Linked DNA regions of Mus musculus: all the other regions are linked to region 4. Evidence: chromatin contacts called from public HiChIP or PLAC-seq and promoter capture Hi-C data. All regions are on one chromosome and are shown on one strand. Each heading gives the region's core, a stretch centred on a gene start, on an enhancer-like site or on the middle of the called end of the contact. The rest is flanking DNA. Distances are from core to core; before and after follow the strand shown. Region 1 holds the start of Tmem176b (transmembrane protein 176B). Region 2 overlaps Igf2bp3 (insulin-like growth factor 2 mRNA binding protein 3). Region 3 overlaps Gm7932 (predicted gene 7932). Region 4 holds the start of Gpnmb (glycoprotein (transmembrane) nmb).

Region 1 (7,802 bases), core at 2,455-4,954, 200 kb after region 4:
TAGTGACAGGAAGAGAAAGGGAAACAGGTTCTGTGCTCTAGGCCAGGTAATTCTGGAGCCAGCTAGAACCAGTCTCAGCAACATAGGACCTGTGACTAAAAGCGCCACAGGTCTAGGATGGATGTGGCCTTCCCTGGCTTCTTTGGATAGGAACATTGGTTGGAAACAGAGACTGTATTGGATAGGACAGAAAGACATGATTCTTTCTGGGACTCACATAATGAACTCCCTTCTTCCCTAAGCATCATGTCTCATCTATACAGCGCCACTGCCCCAAACATACCAACAGAGGGACTCACCGCCTTTGTGAAAAATCTTTTCCAGATGTAGACACATACAGGGGTGAGAGAAGCCAGGAGCAGCAGCACCCAGATACCCAAGAGCATAGCTTGGAGGCTCATGAGCAGGGTCTGAGAACACAGGGCAAAAGACAAGCGTGCTGGAGTGACGGCCACACTCCCACCCCTCTCCATTCTGTCTCCTGATCTGGGTCACTTTCTAACCATCACCTCCAAGTCTACAGCTTCTGGAATGGGGAGGGGTCATGGATATAGAGGGTAGAACTCACCAGAAACCTTTCCCACTCTCCTCAGCAGCCTGAGCTGTGACGTGAGAGATTGCTCCAGAATGGACACACATTTACCATGTTGGTAACCCTTGCCATGTTTGCAACCCTGGGCCACCCATGGTTTGTGGCTCATAGTGTTTCTTTCCCAACAGTATGTGATTCCCACAGCAGTGGGAACAGTTTCTGATTTGTTTACTCACTCCTGTATCTTTAGAAACAATCACCAAGACTAGGAGGAGAGGGACCTACTGCTGATGGAGTGCCTTCTCCCACTGGCCATCTTAGTCTCCCTGCCACTATCTGTACTTGTTCTTCTCCATGGCCGCTTACCTTTAGCATGCTTGTGTAGTATATGCACAAGGCAATCCTATCAGCTTCTTCGGGAACTGGAGTGGTTCTAGGCATGGTGGACCATCCATATGAAGAGTCTCTTTGACAGACATCATCTCCGAGAAAATACCAGTAAAAATTCAACTCACGAGACCCAATAACGATGGCAGCCACAGCGGTGCAGAAACTTGCCAGCACAAGAAGGGTCCTCATCAGGGCCTAGGTAGAGCAGAAGAGAGACCTCAAAGATTCAGTTTTAGCCAGCCTGTGTGTGATGGGGCAGGAGGTCTAGCATAGCCTTGAGGCAGAGCCTGGGTCCTGCCTGGTCCTAAACTTACCCAGCAGGTACCACCCCGTTTCTTGTGAAGGAAGGCAACAGCTCCAGCCAGCATAGCCTAAGGAGTGATTGAACCAAAAGAATCAGTATAGGACAAGTGTCTGTTAATCCCCCGCCTCATTTCCTCTGTGTTTGCCATCTGTAGTGCCAGCCACATGGCCTAGAGCATTTCCTCTGCATCTCAGATGTTCTGCTATGTTCTGTTGTCTATGGTGGAGTAACTGTGTGGGACAATGAGCTTGGAGCACAGTTGTGAGGCTGTAGGGCACTGTTTTATTGACACCTAAGTGTACACGGTTGAGTCAGGTGGGAACCTTCCTATCCATCCCAACCACCTTCTTTTAAAGTCACACTAAATTCTTCAAGAACGTTCCAGGGACCAGAGATCTTGTAGGTCAGAGTCCCATACTGTTGGAAAAGCTGGGGATGCAGAATGTGACTTTAGGCAGCCTTGGGTCCAGACACTTGTCTTAGCAGCCGTTGGGTCCATCTAACTAGGATAGAAGAACGGGGAGTCTGACGCAGTTCGGTGGGCAGATGGGTCCTGATCCTATTTGATTATTCTATAACCAGTCCATATAATCCTGCCATTGGATGGATTAGCATGGTTACTTTAATCTCTCCTCTCAATACATATGTTTTGCTGTTCTGAAAGTGTGGGTCTATCAGAAAGTCCTTTGTACCTATGACATAACCAGCTCAACCTAACCAGCTGTCGTTAAATACAATAGCACTCTTCTGACAAAATTCATCCCTGGATCCCCATAGGATGAGCATAAGGAAGTAAGAGAGCCAGAAGACAATGCTTCCTGCCTGATGCACTCCGCTTTCCCTGTCTTGAGGCAGGCATTAGAGGTAGATAAGCCCTGAGAGCCTTAACTGTTGATGACTACTGATGGCAAGGAGCTTCTGTCAGCCTGCTGGGAGAAGCATGGGACAAGAGACAAAGCTGACCTGCAGCTGCACAGGCGACCATTTCATCATTTGTCATGTACACAAGCACCAGACTGGCTTACTTAATTCAGGTCTTGTTTGGCTACATACTCTGGGGTGCCACATCAATGGTGGTGGTGGAAGGGAAGCAAAGGGACCGCCATCCCTGTGCTCTCAGACAGCCCTGGACCTTCATGATGCCACACTCACCACGATCCCAGTCCAGAAGGGGGCGCCTTCGGAATACATGGCTAAATAATGGCCTATGTAGAGGGTTCCACCCAGAACCACACTCAGAGCCCCCAGCACAGTCTGCACCACCTGGAAGAGAGAGGACTTGAAACACAGCTCTCCAGCAGCAGGGCTACCTGTTAGCTGCAACTGTCTGTACACACAGACAAAATCAACTCAATGTCTTAGGAGGACAGATGTATAGAGGAGGCCAGAGGAAAATATGGCCCAAATGAGGGTCCCTCCCTGGGCCCATCAAGCACGTAGCTACTCTCACCCAGGAGGCCACCAGCACTCTGCTGCTGCCCTGGCTCTGGGTGGAAGCGGATGCTGGAATCCTTAGCAATGAGCATCCGGCCAGCAGAAGTTTGGCCAGAGCAGACTCCTGGTGGATGTGCACATCAATGTGGGTGGGTTGTGGAGCCTCAGGGTCCACCTTGCCGACGACTGCAGTCTCCATGTCTGTGGACATCGTCTGTGAGGGAGAAAAGGAAAAGCAGGAAGAAATATTTGGCAGATGTTTCAGAGGCGGCTTGGAGTTGGGGGCTAACAGAGACACAGAATGGCTGCCCCTGGCTGTGGAGCTGTATCTTCAGCTCTTTTGGAGGGTTGTCTGTCAGGGAAGCCTGATGCTGGAGTACCCGCTTCACCCCACATTTGCTTTGTGCCCCACTGCCATGGTCTTCAGGAGCCTGATGTTTGGATCAAGCAGAACGCACACAACCTATCTCTTCACCCAACCTCTGATTGGATCTCTTCTCCCCAGCATTTTCTGAATCCAGGTCAGAGGCCAAGCCCCTTAAACAGTGTCCCCCTCTAACTGCCCCATAAGCTTCTGTTGCAATTATCTCTTCCCTACCAGGGTCCCAGGGACCACCTCACCCAGACGCCACCATCTCCTTGGATGAACGACAAGCACTGACTGACCCTGTCCCCACAGAATTGAGTGGTAGAGATGGAGGCCATACCTGTCCCTGGAGGCACACCCCAGTGTGTCCACTCCCCTAGCAAGCTCGCAGGGCGTCAGACTGGATGGATCTGGATGGACTGGGAAACGAGCTATGCTAAAGTGATGGTGGGCTGTCTTACCTGATTCCTCTGGGACCGGGGAAGTGTGCAGCAGGGAAGGCCAGAGCTCACACAGAGGCGCTGGCAGTAGTTGAGAACTTCAGCCCTGGCAGGAGGAAGAACCTGGGTGGGAGCCAGAAGGGGAGGGGGAATGGGCAGACCTCAACACTTCCTGGCAGGCAGCTGGGACTGAGGGCCCCTTTAGGGGTTTTCCAGCAGGCAGCTCCTCACTGGGCACTGGAGAGCTGGAGAAGGTGGGCGAGGTAAGAGCTGGGGTTGGCACTGATTGTTCCTGTGGAATCCTTTGATTGCACAGTGCTCTCTCTCCCAGTCAGGGATAGAGCTTTCTGAGCAGGTGCTGGCCTGTGCCACCTTGGGTGTATGAGTGTATCTGTGTCACCTGTATCCCTGCTCCAGCAGGCCTGATCATCTACTCCTGATGGACCCCCCTCAAGTGGGGCCCTTTCCTGTCAGCTACTTGCTGGCAAACTGAGAGACTCCATGTCAGGCCCCATCCCTCCACCCCCTTCTTGCTCTCCTCTCTCTGGGGTCAGCTTTAAGCCAGCTCCTCCCAGACCTCTCAGTTCCAGCCCCACCCATCGCAGAGGACAGCAGGTGAGACAGGACCCTTCACGGCCCCTTGGTAGCCCCCTTTTGAAGCATAGGGTTCCTTCTTCTCTGGAAGAGTCTCCAAGTCTACTCCTCAAGCTCCATCTTGGCTCAGGATGCTTCTCCTTCCTTCTATCTCTGCTTTCCTGTAGGACTCTGGGGAGGGAGGGATGTGTTGGACAGAGGATGTGACTCTGGAAACAGGGCTGAGGCTGGGGAGGTCAGAGTCTGGCTTTACCTTCCATAGTTATCAGTGCCTCACGCCTGCGTTCTAAGAGCAGGGCCTTTGAGACCACGCAGAGGTGGGACAGCTGTGGGGACACGGGGTGTTCTTTTTCTTTGTTTCTGAACACTGGGAGGAGGGATATCAGAGAGCCACTATCTGGAGCGGTGCCAGAAGTGGTGAGAGGCTTCTTGGTGCCTAGGGCTTTAGTTCCTGCTCTGCAGAGGAAGCAGAGGGATTCTGGGTGGCCAGGGCAGGGATAGCACTGGGGGTCTAGAGGGGGCCAGCACCCAGACAACTGAGACTTTATTCCTGGAACCTCAAGGGAAGGTGTGAACCTGAGGCCTTCATTTGTGTTTCTCTTCGTCCCTCCTGAAAAGTTGTCAGACTCCTGTGCTTTCGGCTCTGAGGTGCACGGGTGAGTGGAAGGTGCTCCGTGGCGTGGGGGAGAACATGAAGGGATGCAAAGGGAAGTGACTGGAGTGGCCGTCAATATCCAGTCAGAACTGATGCTTAACCAGACTGCCCAGGAGAGCCACTGGGCAGAACTTCTTTTGGACAGAGGCAAGCCATCAGAGGGGCTAAATGGTTGTTATAAGCCCATAACAGGAGACAGTGGGAAGCTGTGTTAAGCTCTGTGCTGATTAGAATGGAGGCCACGCTGAGGAAGTAATCAGGCAGAATATGAAGACCTCATGGGCCTGCCTGAGGCCCTATGGAAACTCGGAACAGTGGTTTTATTCAGTGGGAGAAAAGTAATATATACCACAGACCACAGTAGAAACTGTTTTTCAGAAATTAATACCTGGACCAGCACCATAGGTCCTTGCCTCTGTATCTACCAAATTATGATATACAGTCCAAAGATCAACATCTTTTTTAAAATTACTGCATGTTTGTAATTTAAACATGCCTGTTCATGTGGGTGTGTGACTAGGGGTGCATATTGCCGGTCGTAATTTTCAGATATAAAAGAACTTCTATGAAAAAAATCAGGACATGTGAGGAGGAGGAACTCACAAAAGCATAAACTAAAAAATGCCTTTCAAAACAAATAGCCAGCCAGCCACTGAAACGGTGAGAGAACCAAGCTGGAGAGCCAGGGAAGAGGCTTTATGTGGGGAGAGTCCTGGGGAATCGTTATTTTTATTTTTCAGACAGGATCTCATTGTGTATACCTGGCTGACCCAGAACTTGCTATGTAGTCCAGGCTATCCTCCAACTCACAGAAATCTACCTGCCTCTGCCTCCAGGGTGTTGTGTTTAAAGGTGTGTGCCACCACACATGGAGGGAACTTTTTACAATACACACATTCCTATGCCTTGATTGTAGCTGTGTTTGGATGAAGATAGACATTTGTCAGACTTCAAGATAAGCATTGAAAATGGAGCAAGTGTTTGCATTAAATGAAAACCTACAATAGAATGTGATATCTCTTAGGTAAGAAAGCAGAAGTAGCTGGCACACTCCATGGAGGTTGGGGGAAAGCCGCTCCATTCTTGGATGAAACGCCTATGTGGTCATTGCTACCACATCTGCTGGGGGCGGGGGGGGGGGTGTCACTGACAACAGCCACTAAAATGCATTATTCTTTCCACCCTGGTTGTCATACAAAGGGGTTGGAAATAACCTGCGTGCCTGTCAATAGGATACTCTTTCAATATTATGACACACACACACACATAGGGGTACTATGCAGTCATACAAATGGAAGCTTTGGATAGACTGGTGTTTTGTGTGTCTCTGTGTGTGTGTGTAAACTCAGGTTCCTTTTCGTCCCACTGAGTGAGACCAAGCCAAGCTATGTTAGGCAGCCTTATGTTACTGTGAATAAAGCAACTTGAAGGAGGGTTGATTTATAGGTTTGTTGGCATGGATTGCTGTTTTTGATGTTTTGAGCTGAGATAAGGCCATTGCTCTGGGCCGCAGGCAAGGCAAACACAAAGGAAGAGGGACTGTGTCCTAGAGGCTGCTTGCCTCAAGGTGGTAAGGAAAGAAAGACAGAGGGAAGAGGGGAGAGAGAGGAGGGAGGAATGACTATGGGGGGTAGATGCTCTTCAAAGGCATACCGTATTGACTTACATCTTCCAGCCAGTCCCCACTTCCTAAGTCTCCACAATCCACCCCCACCAAAAGCACCTGCAGTCAAGCAAGCTGTGTGAGCCTGTGGGGAGCACCACCTAGGAGCACCGAACATTCAAACGATAGCATCCCATTAATCCTTTGGGGAGGGGGCCCAGGGCTGTGCCTGGTGAAAGGCTCTACAAGTGGTTTGGATCTTCAATCAGGGCCACTGTGACAAGGTATCTGCACTGCTCGGAAGATCCTCTTCACCCTGAGCCCCTGGCCACTCCTTACTCCACTTTACCTTCCCTAACTGTGCACTTCATCTGTCTCTGTTGCTTTCCCCAGCAGGAAAGATGGTCCAGAGCACAGTGACTGTGAATGGAGTCAAAGTGGCCTCCACACATCCCCAGTCCGCTCACATCAGCATCCACATCCACCAAAAATCTGCTTTGGAGCAGCTGCTGGGAGCTGTGGGCTCCCTGAAGAAGTTTCTCTCCTGGCCTCAGGCCAGAATCCACTATGGGCAGCTGTCTCTAGGGGTGAGAGTTCCTGAGGTGGCACAGAGGGTGGAGACTCCCATCTTGGATAGGATGCAGAGGAATGTGTTCTGAATCCTCAGGGAAGCACACAAGCTCATGGCTCCCCTTGCATTTGGGGCAAGGATTTGGGATTTTCTCTGCAGGGATTCGGATGGAAAGACATAACTATCTCTCTTTGGCGCAGAGAGGGCTGTGTCCGACAGAGAGTGGGTGACAGGAGAAGAGTTTCAGGGCTGTGAGATCAGGTCTTCCCCTGAGTTAGTTCATGGGGGCCAAAGGCTGCAGATGCAAGACAACACTAACCAAACCCTTCAAGGAGAGGCGGAGAGGACCCCTGAGCCTGGAAGTTCTCAGCATGACTAGAGTTAAAAGTAGATCCAGTGACATAAACACGGGACATCTCACCTGAGGATCCGGGGTGTGAGCAAGACTCTGAGCTAATGGGAACAGGCTTAGCCAGGGAGCAACAGGATGCGGAAAGGAAAGAACACCAAGGTAAAGGAGTGCCAGGAACAGGGCAGCCGCAGCTGATGCCAGTGCTGGTGCTGTGAAAGTAAAGACCAGAGGGAAAGAGGCTCACTGCTGATTTTGCCAGAAACCGTGAGTGACAGGGGGAGGAGCTCGGAACCAGCTTCTGTGCATGAGTTTTGAGCACAAACTGGGCTCAGGTTGCCTCAAAGCCAGGAGGAACCCAGGTAGGAAGATCCAGGCTCGGTGCTTGTGTGTCAGAGCAGATGCAATGAGGGGAAACAGGAATCTAGATTTTTGAGTGCCCTCCCCGCAACTTGGGATGGGATGGGTTTAGGGTGTAAGGAAGAAATAAGGCCAGAAACATGCAAAAGTTTTAGAGATGGTGAGAGCCCTGGAAGGCAGAGGCTATCCTTGGGGTGTAGGGT
Region 2 (7,536 bases), core at 2,289-4,788, 140 kb before region 4:
ATACAAGTCCTGATCTTGAACCATATGGCTTTTTGGACTCAAGGCACTTGAAATGTCTAACTTGCCCACATATTGTTATTATTGGGATGTAGTTACTGGGCTTAAGCCAATGGTTGACTTCAGAATGCCCAGAGGTGGTCCTTGACCCTGCTACACATGTGCTCTATGTATTTAAAATGAGACAACCTCTGCCTTTGTCTCCTAACTTATAAAATACTGATTGTGAGGGCTAAATGAGGGTCATTTTTCTCTGTGCTTATATTTTTATACCTAATATCAACCTTATCCCTAGATGTAAGTATCAAGATTTTATGCAAATATAAAATTTGAATTAGAAATTAACAGTATGGCTACAAGATATTTCTGTATATTCCCTCCCTCCCCCGCCCCCCTATCTCAGCTGGGATAAATCCAGGAAGATTAACCACTTTAGTGATCAGATTGTAGACTCTGCACTGCTAATGACCAAAGGAGAACAGGGTCTCATGTAGGCTGCAAACACACTTGTAGTTCTTGAAATTCTGTAACTGAAGCAAGGGATACAGGGTTTGGTTAGCAATCTACCCCACCAAAACCAGAAAACAAAACTGCTCTCAAAATGGAACTTTATCCAAAAGTTGTAGGAACCAACAGGAAGAGGCCAAATGTGGGACAAATTAAGTATCAGAAAGCATTAATGAAATGAAATAATACACAAAATGCTTGCATCTGACGTTGTAACAGTGCTGAAAACATTTGGTTTCTTTAGAATCCAGCAGTGCACAGCTCATTCTGAAAGGGGAAGAGGCACTCCTGGCCTCCTGAAGGCGGAGGCAGAGGCAGAGGCGTGTCTGAGGTGATTTCAAGAAGGCAGGATTGAGTGAGCCAAGAGAGGAAAGTGAGTTAGGCAGGCAGTTCCTGCATTTATTGTAAGAAAATGGGAGTCTATGGAGATTCTACGCACGCCTCCCAGCTCCTCCTACCTGAGAGATTGGACAGGCACAGGCATCTGTCATGTGTCCCCTCCATTTCTTGTCCATTAAAACTGCAGAATAATCTCTTTTTTAAAAAAGAATGCTGAGTTTGGTGATAATAATAGCATGTGCCTTTAAGTGAGGCACTCAGGAGGCAGAGGTAGGAGGATCTCAGTGAGCTTGAGGCTAGCCTGGTCTACATAGCAAGTGCCAGGACAGCCAGGACCTGAGACCTTGTTCAAAAAACTAAAAAGAAAAAGAAAAGAGAGTGTGTATGTGACTTTCAGGTCAGCCTGGGCTGCTGAGCAAGGGTCAGCCTGGGCTGCTGAGCAAGAACCCGTTTCAGAGGTAGATCTTACTTGTATACAGATTTCATCACAAACAAAAAGCCAATACTGAGCTACTCCTAGGGAGCCCTCCTCCTCTTCCTCCTCCTCCTCTCCCTCCTCCTCCTCTCCCTCCTCCTCCTCCCCCCTCCTCCCCCTTGCCCCACTCCTTTTCCTCCTCCTTTTCCTCCTCCTCCTCCTTCATAAGCAACAGTAAAAACATTATCAAACCCTGGGGTCTGACATTTTATATGGGACAGAAAAGTCTAGGCACGGGGAAACTGGAGAGGGATTTGAAATTACGAGAGCAGAGGTGAGCCAGGGAATGCACGGGGTGTGTGTGTGTGTGTGTGTGTGTGTGTGTGTGTGTGTATAGCACGTGGTGAATGGACACTTGGTGGTTTTTTATAATCAGGAAACCTTGAGGACTAGTTAGGTACTTAGTGTTGACTACTATTAATTTGGAACATCTTTATTATATTTGTTTAGTGTGTGTGCACATGAGTGTGCCATGGAGGGCTTGTGAAGGTCAGAGGACGTTCTGTGACAGTCTGTTCTCTCCTCCTACCATAAGGGACCCAGTCCTTGACAGCAGCTGCCTTTACCCACCAAGTCATCCAGCCAGACTGAGTTCTACTCATTTTTGATAACAGCATTTTCTCTAAAATGTTCTGGAAAGAGAGTCTGAGAAGGGAGGTTGGGTAGGCAGGTTTATGAGTGAGTCTCTTATAGTCCAGGCTGACTTTGAACTCTCCATGTCCTGCTTTCTCTCTTGGGTGTGACAATTACAGGCCTGTGCCACTGCATTCAGCTGTTTAAAGTCTCCTTTTGTTGGCTTGTTTTTTGTTTTTGTTTTTCCTTCCCTCCACCCCACCCCCAAGAAGGTTTTGAGGCAGGGTCTCACTCTGTAGTCCTGGTGGACCTGGAACTCACTCTAACTTGACTAGACTGACCTTGAACTTGGGCTGAACCTTCTTCCTCAGCTGAGATTGCAAGCAAGATTCAACAGGCTTTATAAAATAATCCATCCATCTATCCTTCCTTCCTCCCTCTCTCTCTCTCTCTCTCTCTCTCTCTCTCTCTCTTTCTCTCTCTCTCTCTCTCTTTCTCTCTCTCTCTCTCTTTCTTTCTTTCTTTCTTTCTTTTGGTTTTTTGGGACAGGGTCTCTCTACGTAGCTCTGGCTGACCTAGAATTTACTATGTAGATCAGACTGTCTCTGAACTGGTTCTGTGTCCTGAGTGCTGGGACAAGAGCTGTAGTCCATCACACCCAGCCTGACACTGTTTTTAAAGGAGATACATGTATTTATAAATAAATCATGAGACTGATAACAGTTTAAAGCTGATACTTACACTCAGGGAGGAAGAGTGCGAGGACTTGTGAGGGGAGCCTCAGTTGTCTTTCGTGGGTGGGAGTTGAGACAAGGTCTTGTGGTGTAGACTGGTTCAGAACCCCCATCTTCCAAGTGCTGGGGGATCTAGGAGGGCTCTACTACACATTTGAGTTGTTTCTGGGTATTTTATGGAGTTTATGTGTTTTGTGCTATCTTGTATATCATATTCAATTTAGTGAAAGGTTATTGAGGTGGTTCATAAGCCGTAGGCAAAATCTAGAATCAGATAGGATTTATGACTTGGCACTCTGCCAGGAAAATGTAAGCCGTGTTATTAAGACCCTGGTATGAACAAACCAAGAGGAGGTGAGAGAGCCATGAGCAACTGAGAATAAGCAGGGAGTAGATATGTACTAATGGGGGTCTTAGGTAGTCAGTCTTGGGGTATTCTGAAGTCATGGCTACGGTGAATAAGGCTCCATCTCCTAGAGCCCTTTACACTGTTTCAGCCTGATCTGCCTGGGCGGGGTTAGGTGTAGACTCCACACGATCCAGATCAAACTTGATCAGGGAGGCTGAGGCTGGGGAGGGATTGTGGAGGCCATCTTACTAGTTTTTCTATTTCAGTGGCCATTGTTTTGGGTTTTTTGTTTTGATTTTGAGATTCAAGGTCTGATTATTTGCTTATTTGCTTGTCACTCTTTATGTATGAGTGCTCTATCTGCATGTAAGCCCGAATGCCAGCAGGGGCATCGGATCCCAGTACAGATGGTTGTGAGCCACCATGTGGTTGCTGGGAATTGAACTCAGGGTCTCTGGAAGAGCAGCCCGTGCTCTTAACCGCTGAGCCATCTCTCCAGCTCTCTGTTTAGAGTTCATTTTGACTGGACTTACAAGTAGAAGCTCTCAGCAAGGGTGGTTGCTACATCCTGACAATGTGCTCTTGGCGTTTTCTTTGGCTTGCTTCATGCTCTTGGCTAAAAGTAGAGCATGCTCTGCAGCCTTCTCCTTGTTTTTGTTTTTGTTTTGTGTGTGTGTGTGTGTGTGTGTGTGTGTGTGTGTGTGTTGTTCTTCAGAGTGGTATGTTGTCTTCTGCGTTTATGTTGCCGGGAACAGGGCATCAACACGGTGCTGAATCTTGGGAGCTTTGGTTCTGGGCTTCTCCCTGCTCCCCACCCCCACCCCCTCCCCCTTTTTTTGCTTAAGAGGTTTCTCACAGCATTTTGATGGACAGCATCATCTTTAGAGAGATTGAAAGCTTTTGGATTCTGCTAGCTTTCTGGGCCCCAACCACTGAGTCATAGTAGTACCTGTCAGTCAGGAATATCCTTCTTGCATTTTCTCCCTGTCCTTATCCCTCTCCTCCCCCCACTTCCTCCTTCCCTACTTCTTTCTCTCTCCCTCTTCATCCATCTCTCCCCCTCCCCCCCTCTCCTTCAACCTCTCCCCTCCCCTAACAATAACTAAGCTGAGAGCACTCAGATTGGCATCCACGATGCATCCCTGCACAGACTTGCACCTCTCCCCAGCTCTCCTTGCTCTGTAACAAGCATGTCCCTTACTCCATAGCAGGCCAACTGCCATGGCTCAAGCAAGGCAGCTTATTCATGGGAAACCCTTGTTTGTGGTTCTCACCACTGATCACCCAGAGCGTCAGCAGCGGCTTCCGTGCACTTCTCATAGAATGGACAGGGTTAGGACATTTGCGTTCATCGTCCACCGGAGATACTTCATATCTTTGACATTTATTTTTATCTTGGCTTTATCTTGACACAGCCAACTACCTAGGAGACACCAAGATTCCTTGGTGTCATTTGAAAATTTACATAAAGTCACTCATTTAACTAAGATCTCGAAGATTCTGTTTAGGATTTCTGAGTCTCCTCGGCCTATGATAAAACTTGTTTTTTTAAAAAAATACGTCACTTACTGAATTTCCATGACAGACATTTCAACATATGAACATAAGGAATGGGAGCAGGGCCTTGCACATGCTGGGCATTGGCCTGCAGTACAGAGTCATGCCTCTGCCACAGCAACATACAAAGAAGTGTTTTTAAAACCCATTTTCCCCTCAGGGGAGAAATCTCTTAAATTTATAAATAGATTGTGTTGAAGTTGTTTTTTAGTATTTTTTTTGGAAATTTGTGTACTTAAATAATTGGAGATTGTGTAGTTTTCATTTTGCACTAAGTGTGACAACTGTTTCCCTTCCACATAAGAAGCTCATTAGAAAAGGCCAGTTTCTGTTACTCAAGTGTTTTTTTTTTGTTTTTTGTTTTTTCTGTTCTGGAGTTCCAGTTAGTGAAATACATAGCCCAGGCTGGCCTGGCATGTGCTCTGTGTGTAGCCCAGGCTGGCCTCAGACTTTCTATACCTCCTGCTTTTTTCTCCTGCGTGGGGTTACAGGCACATTGGCTTTTCTTTCCCTTCTATTAAATTACAATAACACATAGGAGATTAGCTCTGTTGTGTACTTACCTGGGGCCAAGCACTGCTCTATACTCCCAAGATAACCCTGTTATCCCATATTTTATATATGTGATTATATAATGTCAGAGAAAATGAAACACTACTTTATTTGACTGATATTTGAATTGAACTATTGCATACATGCATGTATAAGTGCAAGTTTCTCCCTGGCTTCCAATTCTGCATGTAGCTAAGGCTGACCTTAAGCGTCTGCCCTCTAGAGTGCTTGGATTATAGTCGTGTATCACCATGCTTGCCACAAACCACAATGATTTTGAATAGTCATTTCATAGAAGCCATCTATAAATGTCAGTATTCTCTTTCTTGGCTCTTAAGCATTTAGAACCAACCTAGATGTAACGTAATGTAGTAGCTGGGCTGGAGACGTCCAGAGGCACTGACGTGTGAGCATGTGATGAGCAGTGTCAGTGCCTTTCTCAAGTGCTCGCTTGGCATGGATGGCGCTACTCTGCTGCCTGAGTACTCTTGGCACCTTTGGTTAAGTTTTCATGTTGAAGCATCTGTCTCCTGTGTGGTAAGAGTGTGGGGCAAAGGTAACACTGAGATTAATCACTGGTAATTGGGAGAACCCTTCTCAGAGTCAAAAACAACTCTGGCCACAGTGCCAGTTCACATAAGATGAAGTTTGAAGGAATCAGAAGCTGTAAACTGAACAGTATTTAGGAAATGATTATTCCAGAGGAACTTTGAATTAGTAGAGGAGAGTTCTGTGCATTTTAAAACACCCTTGGGAAACATGGCTGTTTCTTTCTTTTTTTTTTTTTTTGAGTCAGGGTTTCTCTGTGTAGCCTTGGCTGTCCTGGAACTCACTCTGTAGACCAGGCTGGCCTCGAACTCAGAAATCCGCCTGCCTCTGCCTCCCAAGTGCTGGGATTAAAGGCGTGCACCACCACTGCCCAGCGGCTGTTTCTCAAAGATGGTGCCCTACAGAATTTTTTGGATATTTGTTTTTGTAATCTGCGTATATGCACATTTACACATTGACTTTAGGGATGAGTGAGTCCAGAGCGGGCAGAGACTCAGCTTCTGCTTCCAAGCCTGCAGATGCTTGAGTGAAGCAGGTTCACATCTGCATATGTACAGCAAAGTTCTTCATCTCCTTACTTACCCAGGGTAAATATTTACAGTGTGAACGAAGCAATATAGAGCAGATCCAAAACATATATTAGAAACCTTGTTAGGATGCATCTGTGTGTGAGTGTGCATGTGCACACACTCCGCTGTGTTCATTTGTGTGACTTCGGGTGTGCACATGGGGTCAGAGGACAGCTTTAGGTGTTTGTCCTGCCCTTCATCTTGTTAGAGACTGTCTCTGCTGTTCTCTGCTGCCTAAACCAGACTGGCTGAACCACAGTGTATGGAGAGTTTCCTGCCTGGTCATAGGAACACTGGGTTTCTAACATGAGCTGCTGTGCCTGGCTTTTCATGGGTTCTAGGAATTTGAAATCCAGGCCTTCATGCTTGTGAGGCAAGCGCTTTACTCACAGACCTGTCTCCTAGCCCTCAGGTATCTTTACTCTTTCACAAAAAAGCGAAATCAGTATGAGCCTGATGTCAGGTGACGATGGTGCATGCCTTTAATCCCAGAGCACTCAGGAGGCAGAGGCAGGTGGATCTCTGTTACCAAGCCAACCTGGTCTATAGAGCAAGTTCTAGGACAGTCAGAGCTATACAGAGAAACCCTTTCTTTTTTATTTATTTATTTAGGTTTTTCGAGACAGTGTTTCTCTGTATAGCTCTGGCTGTCCTGGAACTCACTCTGTAGACCAGGCTGGCCTCGAACTCAGAAATCCGCAGCCTCTGCTTCCCAAGTGCTGGGATTAAAGGTGTGTGCCACCACGCCCGGCAGAGAAACTCTTTCTTGAAAAACAAAACAACACAAAACAAAGTATGGTCCTGAATTGTTGTTGTTGTGGTGATGATGATGGTGGTGGTAATGAGGACGATGACGATGATGATCTTTTGGTTTGTAGCCCAAGAAAGCCTTGGGTTTCCAATCTCCCTGTCTTAGCCTCCTGAGTGCTGGGACTACATGCCTAATTCACAGGAGTTATTTTTTAACAAAGTATCATTTCCTCTGTATGTTATAATTAGATGGTGCTCAGATTTTTCTTTTTCTGAACTGATAGAATACCTGACTTTTATTTATTTATTTATTTATTTATTTATTTATTTATTTATTGTCTGTTCTCCCTGATGATTTGCAATTTTACTGTTTCATAAAAAAAAAAACTTGAGTGCAGCTCCCATCTGCTCTGTGTAGATTATGAACAGGAAGTCTCTGATTTGAGTTTATGTTCCTTTGGTGTCTGACTAGGGAGCAGCAATGGCGTTAATTCTATTCCGTGGGAGAGGAAAGAGATAATAACTCACTAGAATCTACACCAAACGTCATAGGCCCTAACACTTCAAAATTATAGGCTATTTGGT
Region 3 (7,892 bases), core at 554-3,053, 170 kb after region 4:
TAAGTTGAGTCACCAACTTTCTCTCATCCTATAAGAGACAGATCAGGAGAACCCAGGACATTTATTTTGCATTTATTTGCAAATGCATCATGGACTTTTGGTAGCATTTGCATTAGAAGTGAAGTCCTCAACACTTTTAGGTTTACTGAGGTTAAAGAACCAATTAAGTTTGTGTTTCCTTGAGTTTGTATTCCTCTAGAACCAGTCTTGTTCCCCAAATCTGTATCAGTTAGGGTTTGACAGAGACAGAGGGGTCTGGGGAGAGACTTATTAGGGGGCTTGGCTTATGTACTTAGGGGTTAAGAAGCTCCCTGTCAGACCAACTGAAGAGCCAGGGATGCTGATAGTGAGGCTCAAGGGTTTAGGACTAGAGAGAGGATCAGCATAGTGCTTAGTCTGAGGTGGGTTGCTGCTGTTTTGAATCCCAAAGGCTGGAGAGCCTACAGTTCTGTGGTTGATAAGAGATCAGCATCATTGAGGGGAAATCTAGGGAGGATTTCCATAGGGTTGGCACATAGAGGCTGTGGTTCAGAGGGTGCTAAGATGGCATCTCAAGCTTGCAGCCAAACTTGGTAATGTCTAAGCATCTCCCACACAGTACTGAAACCCGAAGGATTGGAGGAGTCCTGGAGAGCAGCTGAGACTTAAAATGTAAGATGCCAGGAGAGGCCATATGTGAAAGTGCAGCCTCAATTGTTGTGAAGACCCTGCGGTTGAAGGGGTCATGAAGGAGAGGAGCCTGACAGTATGTAGCAGGGATGCAGTCCCTGAAAAGAAAACTGCCTTTGGTGAGAATGGGACCTCAGTTGCCATGGAGACCCCAGCATATTGGCTGTGGGGTGTGGACATGATAAGGCTACGGGATGCCCACCAAAGACAGTGGCAGCGTGGAGTGAGTCCTCTGGAGCATACAAGACAAGTTGCATGCGCATGGCAGAGCTGTACAGGTGGCACTGCCCAAGCTCTTGGGAGTTCAAAGGATCATGCATGATTCCTAGGTGTTGCACACTGAGCTAAATCCACCATTGGGGTTGGGTTTTGGTTTGATCTGATTGAAACTGTGTCCTGATTCTTCCCTCTTGGACTAAGAACGTGTATTACTTATTTTAAATTTTATAGGAATCCATAGTTAAGTGCCGCAGACCCTCTGGGTCCCTTTGTCTGCATGGAATGAGTCTCTGGGGCAGGTGGACAAGGCGTCGGCAGGTGACAGACAGACCTGCTACCCTTTGTATTTTCTGTACTATATAAGATTGATGTTCACTTTGTGAGATTGTGTAGAATCTGAATGTATTCTCACAAAGTGAACATCAATCTTATATAGTACAGAAAATACAAAGGGTAGCAGGCAAAGTACATTGAAGTTACCTGAACAAAACAAAGGAATGACTTCAAAAGGATTTACAGGAACCAGGGAGATGTTTACAGTAAAGATAAAGCAGTCCTGCCTAGGGTCAGCTTAGTGACAGGCAAGGATTTCACACTCTAGTGCTATGCCTTTGATCCTTGTGAAGGCTAGCACCAGGGGGTTCTGCTCTTTGCAGACCTCATGAATAATGCAACATCACAACCCCCCTATTTTCTAGGCCTTGCCAAACTCCCACATGAGTGTAACTTTTAAGTATCTGGAAAATCTCCACTTGTCAGGAGAATACACCAGCTTGCTTCTAATATGTAATGCAGCCTGTACTGAAGGTTTCTATCTCAGTGGGATTCCCTGGCTCTTTTATGATATTCCCTTGTTTGGGTGAGATTTGCTGCTGTCCTAGTAAATATTTTGCAGACCAGTTCTGAGCTACTGGCTCCGTCTTTTGTAATGCCTAATTAGTTACTGAATAGGTTACTTCCTTACTGCATTCTTACAGGATTCTAAGCTAGGCTTCTGGGAACTTGGAATCTTGGGGAGACTTAACTATAACAGAATTTAATCTTAAAAGGCATTTAAAATAAAATATTAAAAGAGAGCTTGTAGTTCCATATACCAGACTAACTCGGGAATAGAGTATGAGTATATGAGTAAATGAGAACGCTAAAGCTCCAGGAGGTGAGTTTCTGTGAAACTCTTTTCCTCGTTGAGTGCTTGCAGACCTTTCAGCCTGTCAAGCAGACTTGACCGGAGTGTGTGGCATTTCCCAGTGTGCGTGGCAGTTAAGAGACATTGGATTTTAAAAGAGAGAACATGGACTTTTATTTGCAGGGGAGCAGGAATTTAAAGATTTATTTATTTATTTTACATATGTGAGTATACCGTTGCTGTCTTCAGACACACCAGAAGAGGGCATTGGATCCCATTACAGATGGTTGTAAACCACTATGTGGTTGCTGGGAATCGAACTCAGAACCTCTGGAAGAGCAGTCAGTGCTCTTAACCCCTGAGTCATCTTGCCAGGCAGGAACATGGACTTTTAAAATGTAAAAGACTATGGGACTTTTAAGATTATGATATGTTTTATACCGAGGTGTTACCATGAAATACTGGTAATATCCAAGAAAGTAAAAGTTGCAGTTTAACAATGATGTGTCCCTGTGTCAATCTGTCAAGAGAGCAGTTGTGCCAGTTAGCCTGGAACATTGTGTCAGCTTGACACACACTACAGTCATCTGGGAAGAGAGACCCTCAGTTGACTAGTCTTTTCACTGGCCCTTAGGAGAGCTTGTGGGGAATTTTCTAATCAATAATTGATAGGGGTGGACCCACTCCTGGGCAGGTGATCATGGGTTGTATAAAAGGTCAAGTTGAATGTACCACAGAAAGCAAGCGAGTAAGCAGAATTCCTCCATGGCCTCTTCTTCAACTCCCCAGGTTCCTGCCCCACTTGAGTTCCTGTCTTGTCTTCTGATGATGGCTGTAAAGCATAGGGCAAAGCAAACCCTCTCAGGCCCTACTTGCTTTGGGCCCTGGTGTTTATCACAGCAATAAAAAGCAAAGTAAGGTAAATGGGAAGTGGAACTCCCTGCTTATCTGGCTCTCCAGGTCATGTCTGTTTTTGAAACAAAGCAAATCTTTCTGTACTATAAGAATGAAAAGAAACCCAGGCTTCATGGCATGTGACTAACTTTATCACAGGCTCCTCTGTGTCTTCCACAAGTAAGTTTTATCCCCCTGTTTCAGAAACTTGCTCCATGCCAAGAGCTTTGTGGGGACATTTTATTCACAACCCATGAGGATCATTATGTTAATGGTGGAAAAGGTAGGATTGGTTTCAGCTTGCCAAGCCTGTGCCCCTCCTGCTCCAGGCAGCTCCAGGTATAAGGCAGAGTGAAACCCCCTGGTGCCTGCCCTCTGCGGTGTGGGCTGCAGTAATAGGAGTCAAATCTATAAACAAGTGAGGATCATAAAACAGTCAAGGACAAAGGTCAAAGTATGAACAAGTAGGGAGGAGGGAGCAGTCCCCTGAGCTGAGGTGTGGCAGTGGATTACAAAGTGTTTTTCAAAGCCCCAGCCTTCGCACTGCGTCTTGGAAGGCTTATGGGTGTGATTTTGTGTGGGGTCCACAGGTCAATGACAAGGAGGATATTACAAGCCAAGGGATAAACAATGTCAGCAACAAAGATCATAATGCCATCAACAGGAGGGGGCAGGATAAGTTGACTAAGGCTTGTCTAGCTTGAATACTACTCAGCAATTTAAAAAAGATGATACTGACATAGTGTGGACAAATCCCAGTGATGCTTTGCTAAGTAGGAGAAGCCAGAGCCAAAAGTTGAAGGGCTATTAATTCATTTTCAGCAGGAAGTGAAGACACAAGTGTTTGTCTCTGGTGGGTAGAGTAGGAGAAGTGACTTACTGCCAAGGGGTCTGAGAGTGCTCCCCACAGGTGATGAAGCACTCTGCATCCTCAGGGGAACTTGGGGTACCCAATGGAAACATTTGTAAAAGTTCATTAAATGATGCTGGAGCTGGGATGAATGGTGACTCTCAGGATGGCATCTGAGTTCACAGAACATGACATGACAGATGCTTTGCAGCTGGGCTGGTCCTCAAGCTCTTGCGACGTAGAGAGCAGCCTGGGTTATCCTTCTAAAAAGAGAGCAGACGTCAGAAGTACAGGAGGCCAGGGAACTATAGAATCAAGGGGTCAGTGTGGCTGCAGGAGTCTCCAGGAGCTGGCCCTGCTGATACACTACTGATCCAGCAGGCCCAATGTATTCTTAGAATAGATACATTATGAAGTCGGGAGACAAAATGTACCAATTCACTTTAGTAACTAGATTAGGAATACACCATACACAAGATGTGCACATTTAACATTGTGTGTTAATCTTACCTTAAAGAAAACATTAAAAAGAACCGAGACAAGTATGGAAATCTGGTTAACAATATGTAGGAGATATTTTGTTTCAGGTGATCATAGATATTTGTACCTGGCTCTGAAATGTGTACAAAAGGATAAAAGGACAAATGTGTGTGTGTGTGTGTGTGTGTGTGTGTGTGTGTGTGTGTGTGTGTGCGCACGCGATCAGCGTCTTTTTTGTGTGTCTTAGGTTTTGTGGACAGAGTCTGGCAATACCGTCCTTCCTGGCCTGGAACCTGCTTTGTTGACCAGGCTGGCCTCAGACTCCTGGTAATTCCCCTGACTCTGCATCCCAGAGCCTAGGATTACAGAAGTGTGCCATCATGCCCGCTCCCACACTGAACTTTGTGATGATCACTTGGAATGTAGTCAAAAGCAGCTTCCTTCTGTCAGCCTCACCCTTGGGAAGTCTGGGGGGGGGGGGGGCGGATCTCAGAACTTCTGCAAATGGACAATAGGAGTTAGGTAAAGCAGCAAATCCTACCCTCAGTGGTAAGGCTACCTTTTCTGAAGGTGGAGTTGAAGTCTTTGAAAAGACAGTAACTGGGCTGTTTGCTTAAAGAAAAATTAAGAAACCTCCCAAGACCTTGAGTTTTTTTTTTTTTTTTTTTGTTTTGTTTTTTTTTTTTTTTTTTTTTTGAGTTCCCAAGACCTTTGAGATTCTTAGCCATGAGGACATTTTCTAGATGGGTTGGTCTGGGGACAAGTTACTAAATTCTTCCAGAACTGGAGCCTCATAGGGTTGCTGTGAGCATTCTGTCAGGTCCAAGATCCCGACATAATGGCCAGCCATAAAGGACCTGGCACAGAGCCTGAGGGCTGACAGCACTCATGAGATGGTCAGCATCTTGACTGTTGGTCACATTATTCTTAGCACACAGAAGAGGACAGACACATGACAAGCTCATCCAAATTCCTGGCTCATGCCTCTGCTGAAGATGACCAGTGTACACTCTGTGAGACATCCCCGGAGAGATGTCTCAGTGGATAAGGGCACTGGCTGAACTTCTGGAGGACACAGCTCCTACATGATGACTCAAGTGTCTGCAACTCTAGTTCCAGGCGACCTTACCTCTCTTCTGACCTCCATGGGCTCCAGCCACACATGTATATGTGACATTTATGCAGGCAGAACACTCCGACACATACAGTAAGTAAATGCTTTGAAAAGGAAGAAAATACACAGTGTGAGTACACTGAGTCTAGACTATTATGAGCTCAGGCTTACATCTACAGCTTCCTAACAGTCTTTTTTATTGTTGAGTGGTTTGTTTTGGTTTGGTTTTATTTTGTTTTTTACTTGCCTTTTCCACAGGCACCCAACCCAAGAAAACAGAATGGAATACATTGCCTCTCTTGTTGTGGAAAACACCATGGCCATCCATTCAGAAGTGGTTTTCCAGACTCACCCTTCTCTCCTTCCTGCTTCCAGTGTACTAGCAAATGGTGTTTGTTGCTGTTGTTGATGATGATGGTGGTGGTGGTGATGTGGGTGTTTCAAGACAGTTTTACTATGTAGTCCAAGCTGGCCTAGAACTCACAATGCGGCCTAGGCTGACCTAGAACTCACAATACTGTCTCCAGTTCTCAACAACGCTGGTATTGCAAGGGTGCTCAGCAACAAGGTCTGTTTCCTAGGAATTGTGTTTATTTCTTCCACTCCACTACTCTTTAGTGCATGGCCTATGTCTCCCTGCTCCCACGCTTGCCCCTTCCATCACTCTGTCCTTGCCAGAATGTCCTTTCTGCATTCTCCATTTATTTCCAGACTCTGGCCCCCAACAGTGTCTGACCCCAGGCAGTCCTGCAATCCTTTTCATACGCCTTCTTTAGTTTCAACACAGCTGCCCAAAACATTCCTCCCTTCCTCGTGTCTGGCGGTCTATGACTGGAATGTGTCACATGATCATTCCCCAACTGGGCTCTGTCCCCACAGGCTGTGGACCTCCATCCTAGAGACACCAGGCTGGGTGGCGGTGGTTGTTCTCTGTCGTGTCTCATCTCTGTCACCGAGCTTAGCTCTAGGTGTTACGTTTACTTGTGGGCACAGGGAGTGGAATCCATTCCACATTCAAAGGAGAATAAAGGTGAAGGAGAAAGCTCGATGTGTCGGCCAGGGTCCTGCTGGGGACAGATGGCATTCTCACAGGCAGAATGGAACTTTACAAAGACGAGGAAGGTTACAGAAATCAGCATGGGCTGGCAGAGCACCCAGGCCTCGAAGTGGTTGGTGCCATGTTCACCTCTAGCTGCTCAGAGATGTTTTATGCAGAGCCAAGCCATGACAGACACTGCCTGGCACAGACGAAGCCACTGGTGCTGATACAATGACCTTATTCACCTGCCTGCCATGCTACCTACAGGATGAACCCAAAGTCAAGGCCAGCGTGAATGGAGTCCTTAAAGGCCAGCCTTCCAGGTACAGAGTAGAGCTAGAAAGTAGGTCTGCAGAGGAAAAAACAACAAAAATTGCCAGGAATTCCTTTGTCCCCCTAATGAATGAAGGCAATGTACTTATGAGCAAGAACGTGGCACCCATTTTCCCAAGCAAGTAGGGTCACATTCTTTCTCCGGAATAACAGTCACTAGGCCCCCAAGAAACAGTTTCTGTTCTCAGCTTATTACAAAGAGATGTCTTCGGGGGTGGGGGGTGTCCACAAGAAAACTAAAACTAGTGGCTTATTGGCCACAGGAGTCTAATGAGTCCATTATCTGCAAACTCCAAACTTCTATCTTTCTAAGAAGGCTCATATACCAAGTCTCTTGTGTATAGCCTGATTGGTTTTTTCATGACAATGAACTGAATATATGTTCTATGCCTTGTGACAGAAAGCCTGGGCCTAAATCATGGTGATACCCTGAGATCTGGTGTCATGGATCAACTTGTAACCCAGCACTTGGGAGGCTGAGGCTGGAAGTTAGCTGTGAATCTGAGGCCAGCCTAGGTTATAGAACGAGTCCTGATCTCAAAATAAGTGAACAACCAAACAACAACCCCCCACCCCCAACCCAACCAAATAACCTCCACCAACAACCATAACCACCACCACCCAAAACATCCACCCTACTACCCCTGAAGAAAGTACTGAGTGCAAAAGCAATTCTGTCCTCTGGGGCTGCAATCCAGCAATGCCCTCTCTAGTGTGATCAAGTGTGGAAGAAGCTGTTTCTATTCTACAATCGCCTAATGGAGCCCACTGTGTATGAAAGTCAGGGTCACGTTGGGATGACAGCCACCAGCTAGGACAACTCAGGGGGGAGCAGCAGCCTAAGGCAGGCAAGGAGGCGGGGAGGTGGGAGCCTTGCAAGTCATTGGTGTTTACTTCTGTGAAGGTCAAGGGCTCCAAAGAAAACCCAGTGAAGCAAGGGAGCTTACCATTAGAATAGCGCCGCCTGTCGGGAAAACGCAGAAGCGCACGTGCCTCCTGTACCTGGGAGAAGCAGCCACAGCAAGCAAGGGGCCACGCAGCTTCCTCTTTAGGCATCGCGGGTGGGCGGGGGTGGGGGGTGGGGGTGCCGGCCCCTTCTCCAGCTGGGGCGCTGGAGAGAGGCGGGGTGCCTGTAGAGACTCTGCTGAGTCTAGGTGTCCTGGGATCT
Region 4 (7,009 bases), core at 233-2,732:
AAAGGAAATTTATTGAAGCTAACTCACTCATGGCCCAGCCTAGCAGTTGGCACATATTCAAGTCTGTCCTATCCCAAACCCTGGCAGGAAGAACTGCCAGGGAGAGGTGGCATGCTTCCCTACTGCCTGCTCTCTGTGTGACCTGAGCGAATTCCTGGCCCTCTCTGTGGCCTGTGGCCCGGTTTCTCATCTGGGGAAACTGGATAATTCCAAGGTCAGAGTCCCCTCTCTCTGTGAAGGCACCACACCTAGACACAAGATGGGCCGTTCCGTTTGTCAACCCGCTGCCTGCCATCTCTGGGTTTAAAATCCAAACTCAGAGGTGGAGTCTCAGGCAGGACGCCCCAAGTCTGGGGCATCACTGGCTTTGAGGATCCCTGGTTCGGGGCGCGGCTGTGATGGGGCTGGGCTGCTTGCCCTTTTGCCTGGCAATTCTTGGGTGCAGGGACCACAGCGGTTCCACTCTGCCTGGCCTGGGATCCACCCCAGCCAGGACAACCTACCCGAGGACCTGCCTTGCACAAGAGAAGGCAGGGGGTGACGAGATACTCCTCTCCTTTGGAACTGCCTGGCAACCAGCCAGGCGGCCACATTCGGGGTAAGGCAAGGTTCTGGACCGGGCTGGTCTCCGGCCCCTGGAAGTGAGGGGCCTTCTCTTTCCCCTGCTCACTAGCTCCGCTAAGAACAGGACAGCTACACCCTGGTCAGGACAAGGATGCTAGACCAGTATGTCCAACACTGAAAGATGCCTCTGCCACTCACTAGGAAGCTTTGTTAGTAGGGCCCCTGCCATAGAATCCGCCCAGGGTGGAGCCCCTCAGTATCTGCATAGAGTCCTCAGTATCTGCACTGAAGCAGCAGTTGGCCCTGCAGCGAGCAGAGGATGCGGTGGGATGGGGGAGTTCCGCAAAGTTAGCCAGAGCCTCATTTAAGAGCTCCGCCCTGTGAGCAGGAAGCAGATAAGGGTGATTTGGGAGACTTGCTTTATTCTGGGGTACAGGCTGTCCTCCCCTTCCAGCCTCAATCTGGCCAGAGTGGAAAAAGCTTCCAGGGGCCTCGTGGCTTTTGCTCTCCGTGAGTCCTAAGCAAAGAACACACTCCCAGCATTTGGAACAGACCCTGTCTGCGGACCCCCAAACTCCAGTCAAAGGGCCTGGCCCATCATTTGGGTCAACGAGTGTAAGCGCCCAGAGAGGACGGGACTCACGCTTGGCAGCCTGGAGAGGCAGTCCTGCAGCCAGCAGCAGAAATCCCAGGACCCCGCAGAGACTTTCCATGCTGACTCCGAGCGCCTGCAACCAGTCAGGGCTTGACTCTGACTCCCCAGTCCCATCCACCAGGAGTCACAGTGTCGGCCTCCTGCGATCCGCTCTGTTTTATGAAATACGGGGCCAGAGGGAGATCATGTGATGTTTTAAGCAGTGTGGCTTGATCTCCCAAATTCCATCGCTTAACAACTCGTGCTCATGAGTCACTTGCCCCTGGCATCTATTTATTGACTTCGGATGCACGGTGTTTTCATTTTGTGATGCCACATTTGCTCCTCCCCCCTTTCTCTCCCTCCCCCTCCATCTTTCCTAGCTTAAAGGGAGCTTTCTAACATCCTGTTCTGACATTCTTTACCAAACGAAACCTGGTCGTTGGTGGACTTTGTGGTTTCTCTTTTGTGTCACTTCGGTACTCACACTGAAACATCTTTCCAGAATCTGGACAGCCCGCGTTCTCTTCCCCCAGAACAGACAGATCCAAGGTATCATTTCAGTCAATGCCACTGTGCTGTGCATGCATGCATACAAACATTGCATGCTATGTCAGAAATTGCAAGTTCGGGACAGCCCACGGGCTTCAAGCAGAGGAGAAATGTACCCCAAAGCTAAAGTTTCTGGCATATCGACCTGGCTCTGCAGAATGCCCAGAACGAACTGCATCATTTTTGGTAACTTCTCTAAGATAGCTGCTCCAAGTAACTTCAGGCGACTTGTGGGAAGCACACTTGTATTGCCAAAGAGCAAGCATTAGGTGTGAAATCACCCGTCTCTGGAACATAAATGTCATGTGATTAAGCTGTTTCTGGTTGTAGACTGTGGAAACTTGGCCCTGTGACCCTCTCACTGTCAGGACACATCCCTAAGACTGTTTTCTGGGCAGGAGAAGTCTTGGTTGTGGCACACAGTGACTTACAGTCCATTGTAATTCAGGGACCAGAGCTCCTGTGGGGGAAAACCACGTGGAGCAGAAGTGGACGCAACCACAAAGAAGCAAAAGTCTCCAATGCAGAGGAGAAAGGGAAAGAACTGCTTTTGTGTAACATAAATCATATACAGAGCTCTGTCTGCTTGTTTACACACATGTAACCTTTCAATTAAAAATGAACACCCTCTTCTGGTGTGTCTGAAGACAGCTACCATGTACTCATAAGTAAAATAAACAAACATGTCGGTGAACTCCTTCAGTCCCAGCACTAGAGAGGCAGAGGCATCTGGATGTCTCTAAGTTCAAGCCCAGCCTGGTCCTACTTAGCAAGTTCCAGGGAAGCTAAGGCTACAGAGTGAGTCCCTGACTCAAAAACAAAACAAAAGTAAAAAAATCAGAAAAGCGAGCTTTTGTGCTGGTACGCTTGTTCAGTAGGTGAAGACATTAACCTACCAAGCTTGAAGATCTGAGTTTAATCCCTGGAACCTGTGTGGTGGGAAGAAGAAACTAACTTTTGCAAGTTGTCCTCTGATCTTCACACAAGAGCCGTGGCATGTGCCCTTATCCCCAACCCCCAAGCAAATGTAAAAACTGAAACAAGTTTTCAACTTTGGGCAAACCTCCTGGTAACACCTGAGGTGTTAGCACCCTTGGTCGCAGATACAGTTCTGGTTTGCATTTTTGGTTAGATAAGTGATCTTTGTCTTTAAGTAAATTGGATATTAAGCTCTTCTTCAATAAGTCTTTGTTTAGGAAGTTGCAACAATTAAATTATCTTTTACTTTGTGCCTTCCTTGCCCCATCATCAGAGTTGGTAGCCACTAGGCAGAAATGAACAAGAAATGGGAACATCATCTTCTTCATCATCATCTTCATCACCATCATCACCATCATCACTATCATCTCCTCTTCTTCTTCCTCTTCCTCCTCTTCTTCCCCTTCTTCCTTTTCTTCTCTCCTCCACATCTTTCTCCTCATCTCACCCTCCTCCTCTTCCTTCTTCTTCCTTCTCTTCCCCATTTTTCCTTCTCCTCCTCTCCCTCCACTTCATCTTGCAGAGGGCCTAGGTTCAATCCCCAGCACCATCACGATGACTTACAGCCATTTGTAACTCCAGTTCAAGGGACCTGACACCTTTTTCTGACTTCCTTAGGCATCAGACTTGTGGTACACGAACATTCACGAAGGTAAATCGCTCATACCTGGAACATTTTAAAAGGAAGTTTATGATTCCAAAGAGCTATACATAGGATAATCTGCTTTTGACAATCAGAAATTGCCAACATATCCAGGATCCAGGACATTGAGGAGGTATATTCATACCTTATTTTATCAAAGAAACATCATCTTGTAAAAATTTTGGAATAATTCACTGAAGGAAGCATGTGGATTATCAGGAATTACATCTGCTCTGCTTAGACCTCTGACGAGGGAGGCAGGCAGCAGGCACTGTTAGAGAAACATCCCTACCAGCCCTTCAGCACCTCGTATTGACTCTCCTTCAGGTGGCCACTGTTTGCCTTTGGAAGCTGTGCCTGGGATGTGGAGACTGAAGCAGCCACCCAAGGGGGCCGAAACCACACCCGGGAGTCACTGCTGGGTCTGGGGTGTGGCCTGTAACTTACTGGACAGCTGAAGATGATTTTGAACTTCTGATCCTCTTGGCTACACCTCCTAAAAGCTGGGATAGCAGGTGTGTGCTACCACACCTATATGGTGCTGGGGAGCTAACCTGGGGCTCTACGAGCTGGGCGAGTACTCTGCACTTCAGGGTCATCCCAAGCGCTTCCTCAGTTAACATTTTTCTTTCCGATTTTAGAAATTACTCAGTCCAGAGTGGGGTTTTAAAATGAGATCACAAAACCCAGTTAAGATCTAGTCCATTAGCCCTTACAATTATTTCTATGTGTAGTGTTTTGCCCACTTGTATGTCTGTACAACACACATGTGTCTGGAGGCCAGAAGAGGGTGTCAGATCCCTTGGGTGGTTATAGATGCTTGTGAGCCACCAGGTGGTAAGCACTCCTAACTGCTGAGCCATCTCTTTAGCCCACAGATCTGTAACTTACTTAGATAGCCACTCTTTAGTTTTCTTTAATAAATTGCCAGAACTCTGAGATTTAAAACAATGAAAATTTATTAACTCGCTGCCCTGGCAGCCAGAAGTCTGAAAGGAGTCTCAACTGGGCAGAAACCAAGTGTCAGCATGCTCTAGTGAGGGGCCCACTTCTCCGACTCTTCCCTAGTCTCTAGCTTCTTACACTTCCTGGCTTGCGACCTCCTTCCCTCTCTGGCTCCATCAATGACAGTGGGGTCTTTCTCACATTTCAGTCTTCTGTCATTGATTCCCCCGCCCCATCCCCTATCCCGTGTGACTTACAGGTCCCTTGTCATTTCATGGGGTCCACCTGGATGTTCCAGAACCATTTCCTGTCAAAAGATCAGTTTTGATGCAACCTTCATTCCCGTCTTTAGGTATTTGCTGTGTCACAGACTTGTAGATCCTGTGGGTTAAATATCTCTGGGGACCATTAGCCTGCACCACAGTTACCCAGCCCTCTGGCTTGGAAAAAAATCCTGAAGGTGGGCAATGGGGATATTTTGGACAATACCCCCAAACGTGGCAGGCTCATTGAAACAAAGCTTTGACTTGTGGCAGAGTAGGAAGGTAAGAATAAACTCTAGGTAAGGGGCTCAGCTCCAAGAGAGAGGCAGCCCTCGTGACTGTGACTGCAGGGCCCTAGTGTGGGCTTTTGCATGTGTCATGAGCAGAGTCACAATTTTCAGATTTAAGCTCTAGCAAATGACTAAGAGACATCTGCTGTGCCCAGTTCTCTGCTTTCTCCTGCTCAGTGGCTCTCTGCATGAATGAGTAATTAAAGCCCTTGTTTCTAAGGTTCATTGAGCTTTGGGCCTACTCTGTCCGAACATAATTTTCCTTCAAAAAAGGATCTTCAAAAAAGGAGAAAAAGAACTCACGGGTAGACATGTCCTTTCACGAGGTTCCCTCCACTGCTGGCTTGTCTGCTCATTATAATATTTTACTTATATGGTGTGTGTGTGTGAGTGCATGCACATGTGTGTATGTATGCATGTGTGTTTGTGTGTGTGTGCATTGAGTGTGCATGTGTGCATGCATGTGTGTGTTTGTCCACATGTCACAGTGCCTGTGTAGTGGTTGGTTCTTTCCTTCTACCTTGTAAGTTCCAGGGACTGACAGGTTGGCAGGTTTGGTGGCAAGCACCTTTACCTGCTGGACTATCAGGAACCTGTGTCCTTTTCTGAGAACACGATTTCTCTCCCTTCATTCCTTCTTTCCTTGACAGGGTTTCCTTCAGGTAGCCTAGGCTGACCTGAAGCTCCCAGACTTTTTGCTTTAGCCTGCCAATTGCCTAGATTCCAGGCATGTGACCAGCATACTCAGGTGACAGGACTGTTGCCATGGAGATTAGGTATGGGAGGAGGACAAGGTCTCCCTTCTTTTATTGACACCCTTTCCCCACACAGCTCCCTGCTAGATGATTGTTAAGCCAGTCCTAACCATCTTCATTGTGGATTTAAATGAACGCACGTAGATAGATGATAGGACTTTGAGAAACTGGAAGAAAGTCAGATGTATTTCTAGACAAAGGATGAGCTGGCTCTCAAATCATGCATTGAATTGGCTAAGAAAATGAAAGAGAGCAGCCAGGCTGGAGGAGCTGTACAAGCTGAAGAGAGACTGTTCTCCAGAGTCAGGGTCTCGAGAAGCTGCGGCCGGCCTGGGGCTTGATGCTCAGCTGAGGAGGTCATCCCTGAACTTCCGATCCTCCTTTCTCTAGTTTTCAAACACTGGGCTTATAGGCTTGTGCCACCAGAGCCAGTTTTCTCTGGTGCTGAGGGATTGGACTCAGGGTTTTCTGGACACTAGGTAAGCATTGTGCCAACTGAGCTCCAACCCAGCCCCAAGAAAAATAATGTGAAAGAATAAAATATTAACAACATGCTACAGTGTAATGAATCTCAAAACGCATTGTGACAAGTGAGAGAAAATTATGGGACAACCCCATAATTCCATTTGTATCGATATCCAGGGTAGACAACTCCACAGAAACAGAAAGCAGGTTGGTGGTGGCCAGGGACTGTGGCAGAGAGGTGCTAGGCACAGGGCAAGCGCAGTTCCCTGTCTTGAGTGTGACCCATTCGCAAGAGAAGCCAGCTCGGGGCTTGTGGAACGAGTGTCACCAACAGATGTTTTCAGACATATCTGGTGTTTTTCCCTCTCTGATTTCTCAGGAGTAGATATTTAAAAAGAGGTAGCAGGGGCCAAGTTCCCACCACACACAATTAGTTTAATGGCCACTCCCACACTGGACAGCCTGTCTCCAGCACTCTTCAAAGTGGAAGTGAATCTTGCAAAACTCAGTCATAAAACTTTTGATCTTAACTAGTCATTAGTGTCTTGCTCAAGATAATGTTTCAATGTCAGCTGGTAACAGTCTCTCAGGCAAGGGGCTCTGCAGGTGCAGAGCCCATGTCTACAACTTCAACAATTTCATACTTTGTTACGAAATAACTTCAGACACATAGAAGAGTCCAAGAACTCATGTGCCCTTACTCAGAGGCAATCAATTCTAATATCTCATCATATTTGCACATCTAACTTACATGCACAAACATGCATGCACATACCCACACATACACCATTTTTGACGAACTGGGAGTTGCAGACACTATTCTCTTTTGCCATTATCTTCAGCTGCTGTTCCTGAAATGGATGCTCTCCAAGTTAGCACAGCGCAATTGCTAAAACTGGGGACTGTGACATCAATACAGT

The links. HiChIP or PLAC-seq counts read pairs in DNA pulled down with a chosen protein or histone mark. Capture Hi-C pulls out chosen DNA fragments and counts their contacts.
Region 1: a promoter capture Hi-C map of adipose tissue shows a contact between it and region 4. The contact joins the promoter of Tmem176b here to the promoter of Gpnmb in region 4. A contact is called at or near these places in 6 of 39 promoter capture datasets (the 3T3-L1 cell line, embryonic stem cells, hematopoietic stem and progenitor cells and 2 more), 5 of 484 Hi-C or Micro-C datasets (B cells, embryonic stem cells, muscle stem cells and 1 more), 2 of 115 datasets of contacts at active chromatin or transcription factors (bone marrow-derived dendritic cells and microglia) and 2 of 9 other capture datasets (adipose tissue and liver).
Region 2: an H3K27ac HiChIP or PLAC-seq map of embryonic stem cells shows a contact between it and region 4, with 2.1 times the contacts expected there. The contact joins the enhancer-like site here to the promoter of Gpnmb in region 4. A contact is called at or near these places in 3 of 39 promoter capture datasets (embryonic stem cells and pre-B cells), 4 of 484 Hi-C or Micro-C datasets (embryonic stem cells and regulatory T cells), 5 of 115 datasets of contacts at active chromatin or transcription factors (all in embryonic stem cells) and 4 of 9 other capture datasets (adipose tissue, embryonic stem cells, liver and 1 more).
Region 3: an H3K27ac HiChIP or PLAC-seq map of embryonic stem cells shows a contact between it and region 4, with 4 times the contacts expected there. The contact joins the enhancer-like site here to the promoter of Gpnmb in region 4. A contact is called at or near these places in 5 of 39 promoter capture datasets (the 3T3-L1 cell line, embryonic stem cells, hematopoietic stem and progenitor cells and 2 more), 1 of 15 datasets of contacts at CTCF or cohesin (embryonic stem cells), 6 of 484 Hi-C or Micro-C datasets (B cells, embryonic stem cells, liver and 2 more) and 6 of 115 datasets of contacts at active chromatin or transcription factors (bone marrow-derived dendritic cells, embryonic stem cells and microglia).

The regions. Positions count from the first base shown.
Region 1 is chr6:48,837,276-48,845,077 of GRCm38.p6, reverse strand. It overlaps Tmem176b (transmembrane protein 176B), which reads left to right and starts at 3,704. Exons shown (of 7, transcript NM_001164207.1): 1 at 3,704-4,082; 2 at 6,713-6,906. The coding sequence starts at 6,721. It overlaps Tmem176a (transmembrane protein 176A), which reads right to left and starts at 3,595. Exons shown (of 7, transcript NM_025326.4): 1 at 3,489-3,595; 2 at 2,677-2,874; 3 at 2,379-2,489; 4 at 1,237-1,293; 5 at 899-1,117; 6 at 300-410. The coding sequence starts at 2,871.
Region 2 is chr6:49,169,478-49,177,013 of GRCm38.p6, reverse strand. The region is part of intron 2 of Igf2bp3 (insulin-like growth factor 2 mRNA binding protein 3); the gene reads left to right. It also overlaps the pseudogene Gm18010. Among named protein-coding and RNA genes, the nearest start is that of D030074P21Rik, 40 kb to the left of the region's middle. Within about 2 kb of position 3,538, at least 13 of the 459 cell types and tissues checked have an H3K27ac peak or open chromatin away from gene starts, as enhancers often do. A contact at or near this core is called in embryonic stem cells, where this site is marked.
Region 3 is chr6:48,860,387-48,868,278 of GRCm38.p6, reverse strand. It overlaps Gm7932 (predicted gene 7932), which reads right to left. Exons shown (of 3, transcript NM_001358003.1): 1 at 7,672-7,892; 2 at 5,368-5,456; 3 at 2,196-4,021. The coding sequence ends at 3,982. Gm44764 (a long non-coding RNA gene) reads left to right here. Exons shown (of 3, transcript XR_001785236.2): 2 at 5,170-5,445; 3 at 5,611-6,822. Among named protein-coding and RNA genes, the nearest start is that of Gm7932, 4.0 kb to the right of the region's middle. Within about 2 kb of position 1,803, at least 27 of the 459 cell types and tissues checked have an H3K27ac peak or open chromatin away from gene starts, as enhancers often do. A contact at or near this core is called in embryonic stem cells and stem cell-derived epiblast-like cells, where this site is marked.
Region 4 is chr6:49,030,991-49,037,999 of GRCm38.p6, reverse strand. It overlaps Gpnmb (glycoprotein (transmembrane) nmb), which reads right to left and starts at 1,482. Exons shown (of 11, transcript NM_053110.4): 1 at 1,208-1,482. The coding sequence starts at 1,277.